Linked DNA regions of Pan troglodytes: region 1 is linked to region 2. A link is a contact called in public Hi-C data. All regions are on one chromosome and are shown on one strand. The core of a region is the stretch at or near the end of the contact, and the rest is flanking DNA. Distances in the headings are between cores, read along the strand shown.

Region 1 (5,108 bases), core at 1,549-4,048, 160 kb before region 2:
AGTCACCTTTACTTTCAAGATGTACTTGTTTGCAAATATTTAGCATTCACAGTACAACTGAAATTAGTTACATTCATAATGGTCACAATCGTTATTCTGTGTTCAAGACTCTCCAGAATCTTGATTGCCTAAAACGAGGTAGATAAACTTTTAAGTTTGTTGGTTGGGATTAATTTCCTTTAGATCTTGATCATCTATTTTTTAAATAGAATTCCAAAGTATTTAGCAAAAAAAAATTGAAAATGTCTAAGCACTTTGCCTAAAAGTGGAAAAATATAATTCCAAAAGGTTATTACGAAAGTTGCATTACCTCATTTCAATTTAAAAACAGAATAAAAGCATCAAATTACAAAACCACCACATATCTTAAAGCTGACAACCTAACATCTTTCAACATTTAAAGAGACCCTTGCTCTAGTTCTGTCTTGGGATTGTGTAGCTGCAGAGGCATCAGGTGAAGGCTTTCAGGGGCCAGACCAGCTGCTGCCCCTTAACCTTTGACCCTGGATTTCAAGTTCCCTCTAGAGTTCAGGCCTGTCTCCTGGAGTTCTTTATAGGAAGCTCTCACTGATTTCTCAAATCCCACCTCTGGAGATGGGTCATGCTTCAGAAAGAAGCTGGAGGTGCAGGCCCATCTGGGTAAAACAGGCTGCCCTGGACAAAGCTGGAAACAGAATGAGGCTCCAGGCGTTGATTGGGCTGCAGTCTTGGGCGGGTTTGGACTGCGACGAGCAGGCCACGATAAATCAACCAGGTGGTAGCCCCAGGGACCTTCAGGTTGTTGGAGGCAAACTGGGCACTAGACCAGCTAAAGGCCCCGGAGTAGGTCGACGAGAGATTTCTGAGAAGGCTGGCAGACCACCGCGGATCTTTGTCTTTTTACGTGGAGCCATGGGCGAGGCGCTCAAGAACTTGCTGAAGGAGCTCGACTTCTTCAAGCCTCGGGCCAGGTCCTGGAGCATGAGGTCGTCAGCCAGGACGCCCAGAAATGCACTGGTGGTGGAACTGAGGATGGTGGCGGCCACCTGTACGGGGCGCCTGGCAGCAAGACTGCCACTTCCACCACCGGTCGCATCTGGCTCCGTGGTGCCTCGCAGGCCTGGATCGCCAAGAAGGCGGCGCAGCGCGTACGAGGAGCCGGGCCGCAGGTACTGGTAGGCGCGACGCCCGCTGTGATCACGCACGTGCACCTGGGCACCCAGACGCACCACCAGCAGCACGGCAGCGTCCTCGTGGCCGTGCAGCGCAGCCAGGTGCAGCGGCGTGTAGCCGCCGTGGGAGCGTGCGTTCACGTCGACTGGTGCGCCACTGCGCCGCGCGACCTCCACCAGCTGCAGCGCCATCTCGCCGTCGCCGCTCTTGGCGGCCCAATGCAGGGCCGTGAAGCCAGACATGAAGTCGCGCTTGGCCGCCAGGCCGCGGTCGCGCAGCAGCAGCCCGTGCAGCTGGTGGGTCCAGCGGCCCCCGGCAGTCCGCACGAGCCACTCGTGCTCGGACGGCTCCAGGGGCACCGCGGACGGCGGCGGCGCGGCGGGCACCTCCTCGGCGTCAGGGCTCAGCAGACGCGGGCCGGCGCGCGACAGGCGCCTCAGGTGCGGGGAGCGGCCCGGGCCCAGGCCGAGGCCCAGACCGGACTCTTCCACCGAGAGCCGCCTCAGCAGCAGAGGGGAGCTCCGCGGGCTCGGCTCCTCCGACAGCTGCCGGCGCAGGCCCGGCTCCTCCGCCCGGAGGCGGAGCGTGGCGGGGGCCGGGACGCAGCGCACGGGCAGCATACAGGGCTTCTGCTGCGGCGGCCCTTTCGCTGCCCCGGGCCCGGGCTCCGCGTCTGGCGGATCAGAGCAGGGCGATGCCGCCTCAGAAGGGGCCCTAGGCGGTGGGGCCGCGTCTGCGGAGAGTCTCTCGGTGGCCTGGGCTAGCTCAAGGGCTGGAAGCGGTGGGTCGGCGGACCGCTCCCCGGGCGGCTGAGCGGGCTCGGAGGCCGGCCCCCCCGGGGTGTCCTGTGGCTCTGTTGGCAGACCCAGGTCCCCTGGCGGCTCCACTGGCCGCGGCACCGGGACCAAGGGCGGAGCTCCCGGGGCAGAGGCGCTCCGCGGCAAGACCGTCGAAGTGGGTTTCGACGGCTGGGCCGCTGCCCCCGGGGGGCCGAAGGGTGCGGGCTCGGGCTCCAGGGGCCGGGGCTTCTTCCTCAGCACCACGAACTTGACGCCGTCGACCTCCTTCACCACCGCCACGTTGTTGACGAACTGCTTGAAGCGGTCCCTGCGAGCGGCGCGGCCCCGCGGGTCGCCGGCATCGAGCAGCGGCTTGAAGCGACTCAGCAGCTCGGAGTTGCGCACCTTCCCCCCGTGCTCCTGCAGGAAGCCCAGCACCGCCGCCTGGCTCACCCCGGCAGCCGCAGCGGCGGCGGCGGCGGCCAGCGCCATGGTGGGGCCCTGGGTTCCTGGCTCCCGGGGCGGGTGGGCGCCGCGTCGCCGCGGGACGCGCGCGAGCGGGGTTCCGGGAGGCGCGGCCGCGCTCACCTGGTGCCTTCCCCGCGGCCAGCCGGGCGTGTCCCCGAAGCTGGACCTCGGTCGCGCCGGTGCCGCTGGGCCGGGGCGTCTCGGGGCGAAGGGCGCCGGGGGCCGCGGGGAGCGCCCACCCCCAGCGCCCCGCCGGGCCCCGGCCTTCGGGGTAGGTTTCTGCCTTTGTATTCTGTCCAATGGGCGCCTGCTTCCATCCCCCGCGCCGCGCTCGCCTTACAGGTGACAGCTGCCCCCGCGATGCAGAGGGAGCCGGAGCAGAAATTCCCGCCGCCCCCCGCCCGCCCCGGAATTAAAGGCGCAGCGCTCCAGCTCTGGTCTCGGTTGCTAGGTGGGTGTGTTCCCTAGGGACGCCGCGGTCCGCCAAGGAGGAATGGATTTTTATTCCTTTAATAAACATTTAACCACTGCAAAACACCAAGCGATGATTTCAGAACAATCTTTTTTTTTTAAAAGGTCGTCAATACCACTCCAGTTTTTTGTTTTTGTTTTTTACTGTGTTTCATGCAAGAAAACGGCTTCATGAGATTTACAGCAAAACCAATTCACTCTGCGCGGCAATGCACGTAACTCTAGGTTTAGAGAGACGTTTTCAAAAGCAATTTTCTCATGGTAAGAGAATACATTTTCACGTAGGATTTGGGGTATAAAACCACAGGAAACATAAACATAACAGGAAAACAGAGGAAAACATAAAGAAGGAAAAAAATCACTTGAAATCACCATTAACATTTTGAAATATCCTCTCCCTCTCTCCCATGTGTGTATGTATGTTTATGCTTTAAAGTAAGAAAGCAATGTGGAGTCATGCCATGGTTTTAAACCTTCGTTTGTTCCACAGATAGGTATTGAGCACGTAGTTTGTGCCAGGACTTTTTTTTTTTTTTTTTTTTTTTTTTTTGGCTAAGATGCATCAGTTAGCAAGACAGATTTAAAAACCCGTGACCTAGTGGGGCTCATATGTTGGAGGAGAACAGAAGCATATGGTGAATCCGAAAACTATATGATATACTAAATAAATGCTATGAAAAAAGCACAGCGGGGTAAAACGGATGAGGGTCAGGTTGCAATTTTGATCTGGGCAGTCAGGATAGTACTCGTTGTGAAAGTGACATTTAAACAAGGACTTGAAGGAGATCAGGGAGTTATGTAGATGGGGAAGAGGTTTCTAGTTGAGGGAACTGCCTGACAGAGGTAGAATCAGTTCCTTAATTTAAAATGCAGGCCGGGCGCGATGGCTCACGCCTCTAATCCCAGCACTTTGGGAGGCTGAGTTGGGCGGATGATCTGAGGTCAGGAGTTTGAGACCAGCCTGGCCATCATGGTGAAATCCGTCTCTACTTAAAAATACAAAAATTAGCTGGGTGTGATGGCACGCACCTGTAATCCCAGCTACTCCGGAGGCTGAGGCAGGTGAATCGCTTGAACCCGGGAGGTGGAGGTTGCAGTGAGCTGAGATGGTGCCACTGCACTCCAGCCTGGATGACAAGAGCAAGCCCTGTCTCATAAATAAATAAATAATTGCAGTACTACAAATATATCTAACCAGAAGCAGCATATTGTAGTAGCTAAGAAAACAAGACTCTGGAGTCAACATTCTACACTTGAGTTCTGGCTCTACCTTGGGCAAATGCCTTGACTTCTCTGTGCCTCAGCTTTCTTGTCTGTGAAGGAATGATGAAAATAGTACTTACCTGCTCAGATGGTTGAGAGGATTAAGTGAGAAAATAAACACAAAAGACTTAGCATAATGCTTGGCTTACAGTAATCATTTGAATTATTATTAATAGTATAGTCACTACTATTAGTATTACTGAAAAGGAAAACAGAAGACTAAAATGTAAAGGGTCCCCTTTCCCCAATCCAATCCCCAGGGGCAATTTCTGAGTTCAGCCCTGTCCCCAAGATGCAAACAATTTAAACATTTCCCCCTCACTTTATATTGTGAGCATTCTTCCCAATGACAATAGCTAGTCTTCAAAAACATACAACTTTTAATGATAGCATCAAATAAATGTAGTATTATACTTTGTTTTCTTGTTCTTCATTGTTTATATTGTTTCTAGTTTTTAATTCTTATAAATGATGCTGTTGATATATAAGACTTTGTGCACCTTTCTGAGTAATTCCTTAGGATAGGCTCCTAGGAGTAGAATTCGTAGGGCACGCACCATCACACGCAACACCATCACACCCAGCTAATTTTATTTTTATATTGCCCAAGCTTGTCTCAAACCCTTGGCCTCAAGCGAGCCTTCCACCTCAGCCTCCAAAGATTACACGTGTGAGCCACTGCATCTAGCCTTACCCCCCCCCCCCTTTTTCTTTTGAGATGGAGTTTTGCTTTTGTTGCCCAAGCTGGAGTGCAATGGCACAATCTTGGCTCACTGCAAGCTCCGCCTCCCGGGTTCAAGTAATTCTCTTGCCTCAGCCTCCCAAGTAGCTGGGATTATAGGCATGTGCCACCATGCCTGGCTAATTTTTTATTTTTAGTAGAGACGGAGTTTCACCATGTTGGCCAGGCTGGTGTCGAACTCCTGACCTCAGGTGATCCACTCACCTCAGCCTCCCAAAGTGCTGGGATTGCAG
Region 2 (5,467 bases), core at 14-2,513:
CTGCACCCAAAGGTCCTTACCACGCCAGCTGTCAGGTTGATGCTCCATACCATGCTGCCATTGCAGAGCGGAGCCTGTGGGAGCAAAGTGACAGTGAGCAGAGTGCTGGCAGGGGTTGTGGGCCTGCCCTGGCAGCCCAGGCCAGGTCTGCACCAGCACAGGCCCCACAAGCATCCCTGGTGTGGCACAGAGGCAGGCCTGGCAGCCCCTCAGCATTCCTGAGCTTCGTTTTCTGCTTTGAACAGCAGGCATAGGGGTGAGGTCCCACGGTTTAGGGTCTTGGAGCTGAGAGAAAAAAATTGATACCACTAGTAAGGGACAAGCTGCATGCAAGGCTTGCCATAGTCAGGGCAGGAGGACAGGGGCCTGCGGGAAGGGCCAGGGTGGGGACGAGTGAAGTAGGAGTGGCCTGGGCCACTGTTGACCAAGACAAATCAGATGGGAGGTGGTGGGGATCTGGTGTATTAAATGCCCTGCCTTCTGATGGTGAGGGAACACTGCAGTTAGGAGCATGGACACTCTGGTGTTGGCCAGGCCTGGCTTGAATCCAGCCTCTGTCACTTAACCTCACTGAACCTTAGCAGAATGGGTTCATCGTACCTGCCTCTTGAGGTGGCTGGCAGTGATGAAATGACACATAAAGCACGTGCACCAGGCCTGGTGTAAGCAGTGCTCAGACATGTGAGCTGTTACTAGTGGGGCAAGGAGCGGACTCTACTAACGAATCCTCCTGTAAGGGCGGGCCTATTACGGTGCTGGGGAGAATGGCTGCATTGTTATGGTCCAAATCCAGTTGGCAAATGCCACATGGTTCTGGGAGGGTGCTGGCCCTTCTCTGCTGTCCTCTGTTCAGGAATGGCTGAGTAGGAGCTGGCAGTGGCAGACAAGGCCAGGCCAGGAGAGCAGGTAGTCCCTGGGGAGTCTGCCAGACACCTTCATAGGTCCATCCACAGTGCTGAGCCCCCCAGCCCAGCTCCTCTCTCCCTCATGGCTGGGCCGGGCCTTGGTCCATGGAGATTTTTCCTGACCTACAGGCATCTTAGGACCAGGCCCAGCCTGCTCATGACCTCATCTTGGGAATCACCCACCCTGGAGCCCTCATAGCTAGGACCCTGGCTAGCCGACACTCACCTTCTGGTTCTGGGTGATGTTGACCAGCTCCTCAATGAGCTCCCTGAGGGCTGTAGAGGGAGGCACAGGGCCTGGGGAGGCAAAGCCGCCAAGGCAAGTGAGAGCAATGACCGTGGTCAACAAAAGTGCCATGAGGCCCAGTGCCAACAGGAGAGGATTGAGGAGCGGACGCATAGGCTGGGTGGCTTGTGGCCTTGGCGTCTTGTGGCAGCTTTTATAGGCCCAAGTGGTGACGCCTGACACCATGGTCTCTGCTTTTTCAGGCACTATCTAGAAACCACATCTTTACTCATCTTGATTTTACTTTGTGGAAAATCCAGTGTCGCTTAAAGGAAAGAGTTTGATTTCTCATGGACTTATTGAGAAGGGTCCAGGGCAGAGTTTCCAAGATCTGGGTGGGTTTAATTCCAGCGGCAGGCAAGGGGCCCTGAGAGCGGCGTGGCATTTGCAATGCTGCCCTGAGTTCCAGCAGTTTTGCCTGTGACAACCCTGAGTACCTGGACAGCTGACCCAACTCTGAGCTCCTGTCCTCAGACCCTTTTGGGTCACCAGAAGTGCTGAGCAGATAGTCTTAGTGCACTGTGGCTGTGACCACAGTCTACCAGCTATGGGAATTTGGGGAGTTTTATTTTTTCGATGAACCAGTCTCTTAAATTACTTAAGTAACACTTGCTTGGATACAAAATTCAAACAGGCAATAGAAGAGCAAAGTTCACTTCTTTTGGCTTGCCTAATTCCTCCTTGGCCCCACTGTGAGAGGGATTGTCAAAGTTCAGATTTCCAGGTCTCCACTGAGAGATCCAGAAAGATTCAGAGGTCTTTCTGGGACCTTTTTTGGTGTTTTTTGTTTTGTTTTGTTTTGTTTTTTTGGAGATGGGGTCTTACTATGTTGCCTGCCTAGGCTGGCCTCCAACTCCCAGACTCAAGCGATCCCCCCACCTCAGCTTCCAGAGTGGCTGGAAGTAGTGTGCACGTGTCTGGCCCCTTTAATTTAAAGTGTATGGGCCATCCTTCTGGGAAACTCTTAACTGGGCCAGGCTGGCAGCCTTAGTCCAGGTCAGAGATTGTAAGTGTTCCTAGTGCCACTGGGGCTTGGGGTGATCCCCTTTGCTCACCAGTCTCTGCAGGATCAACCCCTGCCATCTGGGGGCCTCAAATTTCCCTTCTGCAGAATGAGTGCTGTGGAGGGCGGCTCCTGGGACTGGCCCCTGCAGCCATGTCGCCTTTTCCTGCTCTTCCCTCATTTTCCTAGAAGTCCTCCAGAAACCCCCACAGCAGAGGCCACGGCATTTGCCTGTTGGGTGTTGATGTCAAGATTTCTCCCCTACCCACTTCCTCCCCGAACCAGCGCCTCCCCAGGCCCCCTCTCTGCCTGCTCAGGCTCCCTCCGTCCTGTCCTCGATGGGGCTCAACCTCCTCACAAGGGTGTGCTTGTGACCCTCCTCACAAGGCATGCTGGATTCCCGCTCAGAGGCATCCCAGGCTTGCCCACCCTCTCTTCCCACAGGGAACGTCATTCCCACCCTCTCTGTCCACACTCGAAGCTTCCCAGCCCAGCTGCTGGCTCTGACTCCCAGAAGTCTGCCCCTTCCCCTCGAGGGCCCCCAGTGCCTGGAGAGCCGCTACTTGGCCGGGTGACCCCTCTACGGGCCTGTTTCCTAATCTGTAGTAGAGGGCCCACGGCATCTCCCACAGGGTCTCCGTGATGGGGGAAGGAGCGGGGAACTACCTTGGTCTGTGCAACTCCCGGAGCCCCGCCCGGGTGAGTCAACGCGCGTTATCCCCCATGGCCACCAAAAGCCCTGCCGGGAGCGGTGGGCAGGGGCGCCCCCGCGCGTGGGAGAAGGCGCTGGCGCGGCGGTTGCGGCGGCGATGGCCCGCGGAGATAGGGGGGTGGCCTTATGTAACGGGAGATGGGCCCGATAAGCGGGATCTGCGCGGCCGGGCCCTCCTCCGCGGCCTCCGGCTGTGGCCGGTCCGGGAGGCAGGGGTGGGCGCGCAGACCGGCCAGTCTGGAAGCTGCGGAGGCTGGCGAGGGGGCGGCAAAGGTGGCGGTCCGAGCGCCAGGCAGGGCAAGGGCCGGCTGGACACCCGGGCCAGCGGCTCCCCGAGCGCCGGTGCGCACCGGCGAGGGGCGGGAGCGGCCGAGGGGCCGAGGCGCGCACGTGCCGCTCCAGCACCGGCCATGTCAGGCCGAGGGACCCCGCGGGCCCGGCCGAGCGGCAGCCCCTGCCCTGGAGGGTGGTCTCCAGGGACCAAGGCGTGGCGGGCTGTGCGGAGAGGCGCGGCACAGATGGCTACATCAGAGGGTCTGTTGCTTGTTTCTAGATTGTCAGCGGGGATCCACTCCCGTGCGGGTAATTTTAATTAACACTAACTACCAAAGGGCCGCTCCGGGCACTTGGCGCATGTGGCTCGCACCTGCCTGCAATGCGCTGCGTGGGACGCCCGCTTATGGCCATGGGGAGCCTCTCCGCTTTGCTCTGGCCCCGAAGCGCTGGGATTGGGACCTCCCTTCCTCCCGACCAGCTCATCCTGGGAAAGCTGGGGTTGCTTTTTCGGGTTTCTCTGGACTCTGGGTCTCCGTTGGCAAAGACATGATGCCCAGTCAGAGGGAGTAAGGCCTGAGAGAGTTGTTTTTGTAAGTGAAACGATTTAATTTTTTAGATTTTTATTTTTAGGAAAGTTACGAATGCAGATAATTTTAAAAATCAAGAAGGCTGATTATGTAAAACGGCAGCGCTGGGAATCCGTGCTCTATGGGCCTCTGGCATTGCTGCTCCTCTTGTGAGTGAGGCACTTACTGCCCTACTGTGTCCCTTACTGTCTTTTAAAGGTTGTTTATAGGCCGGGCACGGTGGCTCACGCCTGTAATCCCAGTACTTTGGGAGGCCGAGATGGGCGGATCACGAGGTCAGAAGATTGAGACCGTCCTGGCTAACACGGTGAAACCCCGTCTCTACTAAAAATACAAAAAAATTAGCCAGGCGTGGTGGTGGGCGCCTGTAGTCCCAGCTACTCGGGAGGCTGAGGCAGGAGAATGGCGTGAACCCGGGAGGCGGAGCTTGCAGTGTGCCGAAATCGCGCCACTGCACTCCAGCCTGAGTGACAGTGTGAGACTCCGTCTTAAAAAAAAAAAAGGTTGTTAAGAAAATCACAAGGAAGGAGGAAAAAATGTATTTCCTATTCATTAAGTGGAGGTGGAACATCACAAAGGTCTTCAGCGTCACTGTCTTCACGTTGAGCAGGCCGAGGAGGAAGAAGAGGAGGGGTCGGTCTTGTCATCTCAGGGGTGGCAGAGGCAGGAGAGAATCCGTGGATAAGTGGATCTGTGCAGTTCAGAACCTGCTGTTCAAGGGTCAACTGTGTATGTAAAAAATTCAGTGGAATCTCCACCTTCCCTCACAAGTAACTATTTTTCTTAGGTGTCTTTTTTTTTTTATGGTATCCTATTAGTTTATGTAAATACAAGCAACTGTGAATATATGGTCTTATTTTCCCTTGTCCCTACATGTGAAGTGGCATCATATACACCTTTTGCACTCTGTTTTTCTCACTTATTATAAAAATAATATATTTTTGTATTCACACTTAGATTGGGACATTTTATGACTTTTCTTCTTTGTTCTCTCTTATTGGAAGTGCCATTTTTTTGACTATATACCTCTTGGACTTGTCCTTTAATTTTCTTCTTATTCTATTTTCCATTTAAAAAATTTCTCTTCTCTGGGATATTCTCATAGCTTTATCTTCCTGAGGGTATTTGATTCTTTGTGTGTGTGCGCGCATGTGCACATGCACGCTAACAGCACTATGTTCTTGTTTCATTGATATCTTCTAAGTTTCCTTTTTCATACATAATCTTTATTTTCTCCAAGTTTTCTTTAAAAAATTGTTTTGAACTGGGCGCGGTGGCTCACCCCTGTAATTCCAGCACTTTGGGGGGCTGATCGCTTGAGCCCAGGAGTTTGACACCAGCCTGGGCAACATAGGGAGACTTCACTTCTACAAAACATAAAAAAAACTTAGCCAGGCATGGTTGTGCATACCTGTGATCCCAGCTACTTGGGAGGCTGTGTGGGAGCATCACTTGAGCTCAGGAGTCGAAGCTGCAGTGAGTTGTGATCACACCACTTCACTCCAGCCTGGGTGACAGAGCCAGACCCTGCCTCAAAAAAAATTTTTTTTCCATCTTATAGGCTTTCCTTGCACGTTAGGTAATCCTGGATTTCCTGCACATGTTAAAACAGGGATCTCTGAGGGTAATTGTGTGGGAGGGGGCTGTTTCCTATAGGGCAGGTGGCTGACTGTTTTCACTTGGGGAACCTCCTGTGGC

Evidence for each region. Hi-C and Micro-C count contacts between places; a contact is called where the count stands out from the background.
Region 1: a Hi-C map of induced pluripotent stem cells shows a contact between it and region 2, with 1.7 times the contacts expected there. The contact joins the promoter of SOWAHA here to the promoter of IL13 in region 2. A contact is called at or near these places in 2 of 7 Hi-C or Micro-C datasets (blood and induced pluripotent stem cells).

The regions. Positions count from the first base shown.
Region 1 is chr4:130,569,096-130,574,203 of NHGRI_mPanTro3-v2.0_pri, reverse strand. SOWAHA (sosondowah ankyrin repeat domain family member A) reads right to left here and starts at 2,798. Exons shown (of 1, transcript XM_003310814.5): 1 at 1-2,798. The coding sequence starts at 2,423. The coding sequence ends at 774.
Region 2 is chr4:130,412,184-130,417,650 of NHGRI_mPanTro3-v2.0_pri, reverse strand. It overlaps IL13 (interleukin 13), which reads right to left and starts at 1,263. Exons shown (of 4, transcript NM_001008992.1): 1 at 1,132-1,263; 2 at 21-74. The coding sequence starts at 1,263.